Regions from separate parts of the Zea mays genome. Here regions 1 and 3 are each linked to region 2. Evidence: chromatin contacts called from public Hi-C data. All regions are on one chromosome and are shown on one strand. Each heading gives the region's core, a stretch centred on a gene start, on an enhancer-like site or on the middle of the called end of the contact. The rest is flanking DNA. Distances are from core to core; before and after follow the strand shown.

Region 1 (2,700 bases), core at 63-2,562, 240 kb before region 2:
AATCCTTCCCCTACACCCCACTACAACCATAAAATATCATTTTCTATACCTACTTTTCATCTCTTGTCAATTTTTATTCTACTAACAATTAATTCAACAGTACAAGCACAGTGTTTAGAGGGCTTGCCACAGTCCTCCACATCTAGCGGAGCACTGCTCCCAGCGCTACCACTGTTGCTTGTAGGGGAAGGTTTAGAGGTGGCCGCTGCACCCATCTCGTCACCCTAAGGGCATGTTCGGTTACACTAATCCAGAGGGGGATTGAAGGGGTTTAAATCCCCTTCTAGTCATTTTTGACTAGGAGGGGATTTAATCCCCTTCAATCTCCCTCTGGATTGGTGTAACCAAACAAGCCCTAAACGTGCACAGTGCAAGGGGAGGGGGAAGGGCGCGGCATGCGCTGAAGACAGTCTAATAGTTGGCTGACACGCGTCTGCTGCGTCTTGGCACTTGGCAGCATGCTCCTCGCCCATCGTCGTCCTAGTCCTGCCTACGTGATGGTCGGTGAGCGGTGAGCCTGCCTTCTTTTCCTCCCCACGTCGCCCGGCCGGCGAGCCCTGTGCTCTGCTGCATTGCATGCCCCCCCGGCCTCTGCATGCTGGAGCTCGACCACCGAGCGGCAGAGGCAGACACAAGACACGTCCAAAGCTAGCCTGTCCTATCTCCCTGCTCGGCTGTTTGCTTGTCCGTATGGACAGAATCCGCAAAACAAGCACAGGCAAAGCATGGCCAATGTTGTCAGCTGTCTTGGCTTGGGGGCCTTGTGCATGGCGTGGGGACGTGGGGTGCTCTCGTTCGTTCAGTTCAAAGTTTGAATTCAAAAAAAAAATGAACTTGGCAGGAAAAAGGTGCAAAGCGAAAGAAAGCCAAGTCCTTGCCGTGCTGCGTGCAAAGCAATCATCGTCGCCCACACACTGCAGTGAAGTCATTCACGGCCCATCGCTTTCCTCATTCCCGCCGGCCTAACCCAAGTGTCGGCTGACGAGACTGTGTGAGAGTTGGAGAGCTGCGGATGGATCCGTCGGTCAACCGCTGCCTGTAATAATAATTAACAACAAGTTTTCTAATTCCTAATAAAGTGCTGCTACAATTCGATTGCCAGCAGAGGCTCACATGGGAATTGAAGGCGCAGATCGCTGACCGCGCCGCCGTCACTTGCCGAGCACGCACCGCGGTAGTAGCCGACACCGCCGCGCACAACGTTCCGTTCGTCTCCCCTCGAACCAGTCCTCCCACCAAAAACGCACTCCCGAACCCGACTCTCCTCTTGCTCGCTCTCGGTGGCGTCTCCGCCTCCGCAGTCCGCACTCGCGCACGCTTCCCTTCCCTTCCTCGCCCACGCGGACGCGGCCACGGCCGCTCCAAGCTAGCAGCAGAGCGAGAGCAGCCAATTTTGGCGCACCTCTCTCACTCTCCCTCCCTCCGTTCAGCAGCGTTCGTTTCGTTGCTCACTCAGATCCAGCCATTCAGGTGAGAGAGTAGGGGCAGCGATGCCCACGCCGCCGCTCCGTGGGGCGGGGCTCCTGCTCCGTATCTGCCTCTTCCTCTGCCTCTCACTCCGCCCCCGCCTGGCCTCCTCCGAGCCCGACGCCGACAAGGCGGCGCTGCTGGCGTTCCTCTCCGGCGTGGGCCGCGGCGCCACCGCCCGCGCGCGCATCAACTGGTCCACCACCCACCTCGCCTGCAGCGCCGACGGCCCCGGCCCCGGCTGGACGGGGGTCACCTGCAGCGCGGACGGCGCGCGCGTCGTGGCGCTGCACCTCCCGGGGCTGGGCCTCTCGGGCGCCGTGCCGCCGGGCACGCTCGGCCGCCTCACCGCGCTGCAGCTGCTCAGCCTGCGCTCCAACGACCTCTCCGGCCCGCTCCCCGCCGACCTCCTGCGCCTGCCCGCGCTCGAGGGCCTCCACCTCCACCGCAACGCCTTCTCCGGCGCGCTCCCCGCCGCCCTCGCGGGGCTGACCGCGCTCCAGGTGCTCGACCTCTCTTTCAACGCCTTCGACGGCGCCGTCCCCGGCGCGCTCGCCAACCTCACCCGCCTCGTCGCGCTCGACCTCTCCAACAACTCGCTTTCCGGCCGCGTCCCGGACCTCGGCCTCCCCGCGCTCCGTTTCCTCAACCTCTCCAACAACCGCCTCGACGGGACCGTGCCGGCGTCCCTCCTCCGCTTCCCCGACGCCGCCTTCGCCGGCAACAGCCTCACGCGCCCGGCTCCGGCTCAGGCGCCGCCGGTTGTTGTCGCTCCGCCTCCTGGCCTCGCTGCGCCTCCCCCCGCGAGGCGGCGGCCCAGGCTCAGCGAGGCGGCCATCCTCGCCATTGCCGTGGGAGGGTGCGTCCTCGGGTTCGCCGTCGCGGCGCTGCTGCTCCTCGCATTCTGCAACAGCAGCAGGGAGGGCCGCGATGAAGAGACAGTAGGCGGCGGCGCGGCTGCAGGGAAGGGCGGGGAGAAGAAGGGGAGGGAATCGCCCGAGTCCAAGGCGGTCATCGGCAAGGCCGGGGACGGCAACCGGATGGTCTTCTTTGAGGCCCCGTCGCTGGCGTTCGACCTGGAGGACCTGCTCCGCGCCTCCGCCGAGGTCCTGGGCAAGGGCGCGTTCGGGACGGCGTACCGGGCCGTGCTGGAGGACGCCACCACGGTCGTCGTCAAGAGGCTCAAGGAGGTGAACGCCGGGCGGCGCGACTTCGAGCAGCAGATGGAGCTGC
Region 2 (2,700 bases), core at 71-2,570:
ATCAATATTTTACCGTATTTATAAAGTCTTATAATATTGTATTTTATTTTAATACTAGTGGTTATTACGAATAAAATAATAAAAATTAATTAGCTATAAAATAACCATTACTAGTGGTCCTTCTTTGCAAGCGTGCAAGCAAATCATCTGGTCCATTAGATTATGATCCAACCATAAAAACAACCATGGTTTGTTAGGAATTTTTTTATAAAGATTACTAAGCTGGTGGTGGAAGAGTTTAAGTGTTAAATGTGACCTACGATTGGATCTCGATCTAATAGACCAGATAGTTTGTTTGCACGCTTGTAAAGAAAGACCGCTTGCATAGCAGTCGTTGCCAATAGAAATATACAGTAATTATTAAATCAAGTATATAACAATCAACATTTCTTAGCTTGTTAATCTTAGATTTTATGGATGGACGATAAAATTATACTCATTTTGTTTTTTGTTTTGATGGGTGTGGAAGCAGGAGCGTAGAAGAGACGAGTCAGACATAATCGGGGCGAAGACGGACGGGGACTGCGCTGGGGCGCCGCTTGAGACGAGGCAGACCGCAGACGTACGCGGGGCGGCAAACGCAAACAACACAGACGCCCGCAGGCGTGCGGTGGTGGCGGCGGCATGGGGCAAGCGCGGGTGGTGGCACGGAGAAGGGGCATGGCGGCGACAGCGGGCACAGGTGAGAAGTGACAGCGAGCAAGAGCGAGAGACGGAGAGAAAATAGAAAGAGCACATGGACGGTGCCGTGTTCTGTTGGGAATTGGGATACAAGCTCGTTATGTCAAGCACATGCACAGTAAACAAGACCTTGAGCTCAGTGGATAATGCCGCCGGCGCCCCAGAGGAAGGTGCCTATGGCGAAGGTGCGCTTCTGGTGGACTGTGCCGGCGACGGGCAGGCCATACTCGGAGAGGAGGCGGTCGAGCTGCCACTCGGGCATGGCCTCGTAGTCCTCCCGGCTGTGCCTCGGGTAGTGCAGCGGCATCTGGAAGTAGCTCCCGCACCCGCCCGGCGCCTCCTGCTTGCTCTGCAGGTCCCTGATCTCCCCGCCGCCGTACCTCGCCGCCATCGTCTCCATGACTCTAGTATATATATGTATCGCCGGCCGACTGACTGCTGGAGTGGAGGCTCTGGCTGGCTGGCTGGCGGTGGTCGGCGTCTTTTATTTATAGTGGGTGCAGCGTGCCTCCGTCCCCCAATGTTTAATTAGTTTGCATTGTGTACAAATGTGGATTGCTTTACTTCAATTCATAATTGGTCCTATATGAGATACAAACTCTGTAATTATTGTGGCTACTTCAATGATTCATATAGAGCAAAAATCATCTTTGCATGCATACATTGCCCGAAACAAAACAAGAAAAAAAACTTTATAATATAGTACTAGCAAAAAAGAGAAAGATCTGGATCAGCTGGTCCATAAAAACGGCCAAGAAAGGTAGCAGCAACCGAAAGGGGTCCGGGGTGCTACTACCTGTCTAGTAGTACCGGCCGCCGTGCTGCACCTGCACCTGCACCTGCACGCTAAGTTTGCATCGAATAAAATATGCCGACCGTCCAGCCAATCGGTTGCGCTCTGCGCCAGCCGTCCACGGCGACCGGCGAGAAGACGCAACGAACCAGAAGCAGCAGCGACGACGGCGCGCGACGCGACCAGTGGACCACCACGGTGCGGTGCCTTTTTGGCGACACGGAGGGCCCATGAGAGGCCACGACACACACAAAACCGCTCGGTTGCAACAAGGATGTGCACGGGACCAGCCATGATTGCTTTGGTGTAACGGGAATAACAGTGGAGCAGGTCACACGATGACGAGTGTATTCTTTTCAGTTTTATACATTTTTTTACTAGACTCGTCGTAGCAATTACAAATATATGACATACTATTTGGTTATCCATGTCTTGCTACGATTTCTATATTCATAATATTAACGGTATCTATTTTTTAATACACAAACAAAAATGTATTTAAGTGGTTTGAAGTTAAGCTTGGGAGAGAGACGGTTAGTAGGGTTTGGACCCTAGATTTTGCGCTTATTTTTTGTATTTTTTCTAAAGAAATTCCACTTAAATATTGTAAAGACATAACACCATTAATTTTTTTTAAAAAAAAACTTTAATCGCTCGACTTATTCAAATGTCACAAACTTGCACAACGGAGTCATAAACCTAGGCTTGCTGTGTTCTTCGTATTTTATTTTACTGCTCAACAGGCAACTATAGCTGTTTTTCAAGAGAAAAGGAAGCACTTTTAGGGTAGATTACACAACGGGAACAAAAAAAAGAACACGTTTGAACAGGATGTAGGCGATTACAAAACTATCTCGACAGGTGCAAGCTTGTGAGTAGTTCAGTATTTGCAGCCTCTGCAGGGGTGATTAACATACATAGAGCACTCACTAACACTTGACTGCCCCAAAAAGGATTAACCTGCAGAGTGTGTCGACTTTACAATGCTGCATCAGCAGACTACCATCTCCTTCTCCTTTGTAGAGTGTGTCGACTTGGGTCCTTTTGATCAGATAAGGCCAGGTTCTCCTCCAACCCTTGGAGGCGACGTCGCCGCCATTATGCCGCTCCTGCTCTTGCGGCCCGGTCTCCACGTCCTTGTTCGTCTCCAGAACCACACCTGCGGTTGTGAATGCACCCGGACAGGTATAGGGATCGGACAACCCATTACCCATGGCTGCTATGCT
Region 3 (2,700 bases), core at 141-2,640, 170 kb after region 2:
ACAAAGTACATGCATGGGCATGGCATTCATTCAGTGTAATGTACCCGCCTGCGGTTACTTACAAGAGTACCTATCCTAGATTCTGTTTCTCTCATTTCATTCACTGCAGCAGTGCAGCTAAAAAAAATGGCACGTGCTAGATGCAATGCAGCACGGACGTGAGGATCGGAGTTCTTGTCGGCAATTGAATTCTTGAACAGGACGAGGATCGGAGTCCGCTGCGTTCTTTTCACAGGTTTATGGGCCTGCAGTGATGCTCATGGCAGGGGCAGCACCTGTTAACGTAGGTTTCCTTTTCGTATTGAAAGCCGGGGAAAGGCACCCGGTCGTGCCAAGAACAGCTAGCTAGCTTGTCTGCTTCCTTCCCGAGCAATCTTCTGTGTGTATTAACACACGCGGGGACCCAGCCTGCTCTGCGCCACTCGTCTCCCTCCTGACGACAGCTTAACTAGAGAGAGCGAGCGAGCGAGAGAGAGAGAGAGAGAGAGAGAGAGAGAGAGAGAGAGAGAGAGAGAGAGAGAGAGAGAGAGAGAGAGAGAGAGAGAGAGAGAGAGAGATTGACAGTTCAGCGTTCGGCATCGAGTATCACAGCGAGTGTGAGCTGCACCCTTGTGAACTGTGTAGCCGTACGTGGCGTATGACTGTGTTTGGATATGGCAAGGCTTATTAGCTGGTGACTGAAAGTTTAATGTGCCCGACAATGAGTTCGTTACGAGTTGCTTCGCTTGCCGTGTTTGGGATTTGGAGGACTTGCCGCAAGAAAGAAAGAAAGAAGAAGAAGAAGGAGGAGGAGGAGGAGGAAAGATAGTAAGCAAAGCACTCTTTTTGAGCAGGGCATGCTAGTTGTTGCGACACAGGAAAGGGAGGCTTTTGTGGACAGATAACTGCCGCGAATGCGAGGCCGTGGACAGAACAGGTCACCAACAGATCCGGATGGGCCCCCTGCGTGTCTCAATCCGGCGTCCCCGGCCCTGTACCTGAAGGTGTCGCGGGGGCATTCATGGCGTCCGTTGACATACATCACGCTCCCAGGAGCCCACAGCTAGCCCCCCACCACCGAGGCTGTGAGATGTCTCTGGTCGTCAGAGCTAGTACACACATGGGAGTACAGTCATTAGGCAGCTGCCCGTTCACTCGTTCAGATAGCTGGAGGTGGCGATCAGTGAGGTGAGCAGAGGAGAGGGAGAGCCACAGCCACAGGGGAAGAAGGACATGGACAGACGGCCCCCAGATGTTTATGCGCTGACGATGACTGCTGGTCCGGTCCAATCAAAATCCAAACAGAAAGAGGCGGCATGGCAGATCGAGCCACACTGCCACAGGCCACAGCCATGAGCTACCTAGCTAGCTGTCGAGCCCATGGTCTCCAGGGACCAAGCTCGGTAGGTGGTAGCTCACATGCATGACAGCGACGGTGCCTGCCTGCCCCCCTCCCTCACCCTGTGTCACGCACAGTCCGACTACGTAACTCCAGACGCAGCCGCAGCCGCTGCTGGTGTACTTGCTCTCTTGCGGCTCAGCCTGGGGCGTCCTAGGATGATCCTCTCGGTGCGTAGCGTAGACCGCTGCACAGTCACTCCTCCTTCCTGGCCGTGCTGTCCGTGCCTGTGTTTGTTTGTTTGTCTCCTTGCTTGTCCGGACCAGCATGCATGACCATCAGCCAGCCCCCGTGACCGTGACAGTGAAGACAGCCTGTTAACACACACACAACGACAAGAGGCAGGCCAAACTCCCAGCTCCCGATCACGTACACGGCTGTTGGCCCTCTGATGGCATTGGCATGTCTATCCCAACCTGCTGCATCTGCATGGCTGCGTGCCTGCGTCCGGACATGGAGGATGGACCGCGCACATACCCAGGCCACGAAGGATTACATTCAGACATAGCAGGACAATAACGATGCCATGGCGGGCTGCCGTCCAGTGCTTTTCTTGTTGGGACACACGGACGGCGTCGCTGGCAGCCCATCTTGGCCGGTTCCTGACACACACACAGAGAGAGGGAGGCTTCTTTCCGGGTCTCTCTTGCACGGGCACAGCTTCAACCGTTGGAAAGCGGACAGGCAACGGGTTGGTTAGACGTCAAAGTGTTGCTTGTCCCTAGAGGTGTCAATGATAAATTCTCCAAGAGTTCGTATAGTGTTGGCTTCAATTTAGGCACCAATCACTAGAGATGAATCAACTAACGGTGCTCTCTACGGAAGCCTAGACGGTTCGTGACCTCGGCGCAGGAGCTGCTCTCTCCATACACGCTTCCGGACGGTTCGCGACTAACGCATACGATGACTCGCACATATGGAGACTCGTGGTACAGAAACGAATGTCACATCTTTACTATATAATAGAAGTTCTGTACAAAAATAACTAAATAATACATCATACGAAGACGACGACCCAGCAACCATAGTTGACTGGGAGACGATGGCCTATACCTCTCACAAACTCTTCGCGGCATCCTTCATGCTCCTTATCTTATCGGTACCTGTTCTTGACCCGGGGGATTGTGAGTACAGCAAGGGTGAACTCACATACGTTCATCGCTCAACAAGATGTAGGAAATAATGTGCATGAGCTCACTTATAGTGGGGCTCATGTGAAATGTAAGGCTTACCAAAGAAGATGGTTAAAGATGAGCATTGCTTTTAAAGTTTCTCAAAGTTTTATTAGTAGTTATTAAGTGTAAGTAGATACCAACCCAATT

The links. A called contact is a pair of places that touch in the nucleus more often than the background predicts.
Region 1: a contact with region 2 is called in a Hi-C map of endosperm, with 2.7 times the contacts expected there. The contact joins the promoter of LOC100382649 here to the promoter of LOC100275754 in region 2. A contact is called at or near these places in 2 of 25 Hi-C or Micro-C datasets (ear and endosperm).
Region 3: a contact with region 2 is called in a Hi-C map of leaf, with 3 times the contacts expected there. The contact joins the enhancer-like site here to the promoter of LOC100275754 in region 2. A contact is called at or near these places in 2 of 25 Hi-C or Micro-C datasets (ear and leaf).

Annotation. Positions count from the first base shown.
Region 1 is chr8:27,566,410-27,569,109 of Zm-B73-REFERENCE-NAM-5.0, reverse strand. LOC100382649 (putative leucine-rich repeat receptor-like protein kinase family protein) reads left to right here and starts at 1,312. Exons shown (of 2, transcript NM_001175373.1): 1 at 1,312-2,700. The coding sequence starts at 1,491.
Region 2 is chr8:27,327,340-27,330,039 of Zm-B73-REFERENCE-NAM-5.0, reverse strand. It overlaps LOC100275754, which reads right to left and starts at 1,320. Exons shown (of 1, transcript XM_008657564.4): 1 at 716-1,320. The coding sequence starts at 1,081. The coding sequence ends at 818.
Region 3 is chr8:27,157,826-27,160,525 of Zm-B73-REFERENCE-NAM-5.0, reverse strand. No RefSeq gene overlaps it. Among protein-coding and RNA genes, the nearest start is that of LOC103634989, 67 kb to the right of the region's middle. Within about 2 kb of position 1,390, at least 18 of the 20 cell types and tissues checked have an H3K27ac peak or open chromatin away from gene starts, as enhancers often do. A contact at or near this core is called in ear and leaf, where this site is marked.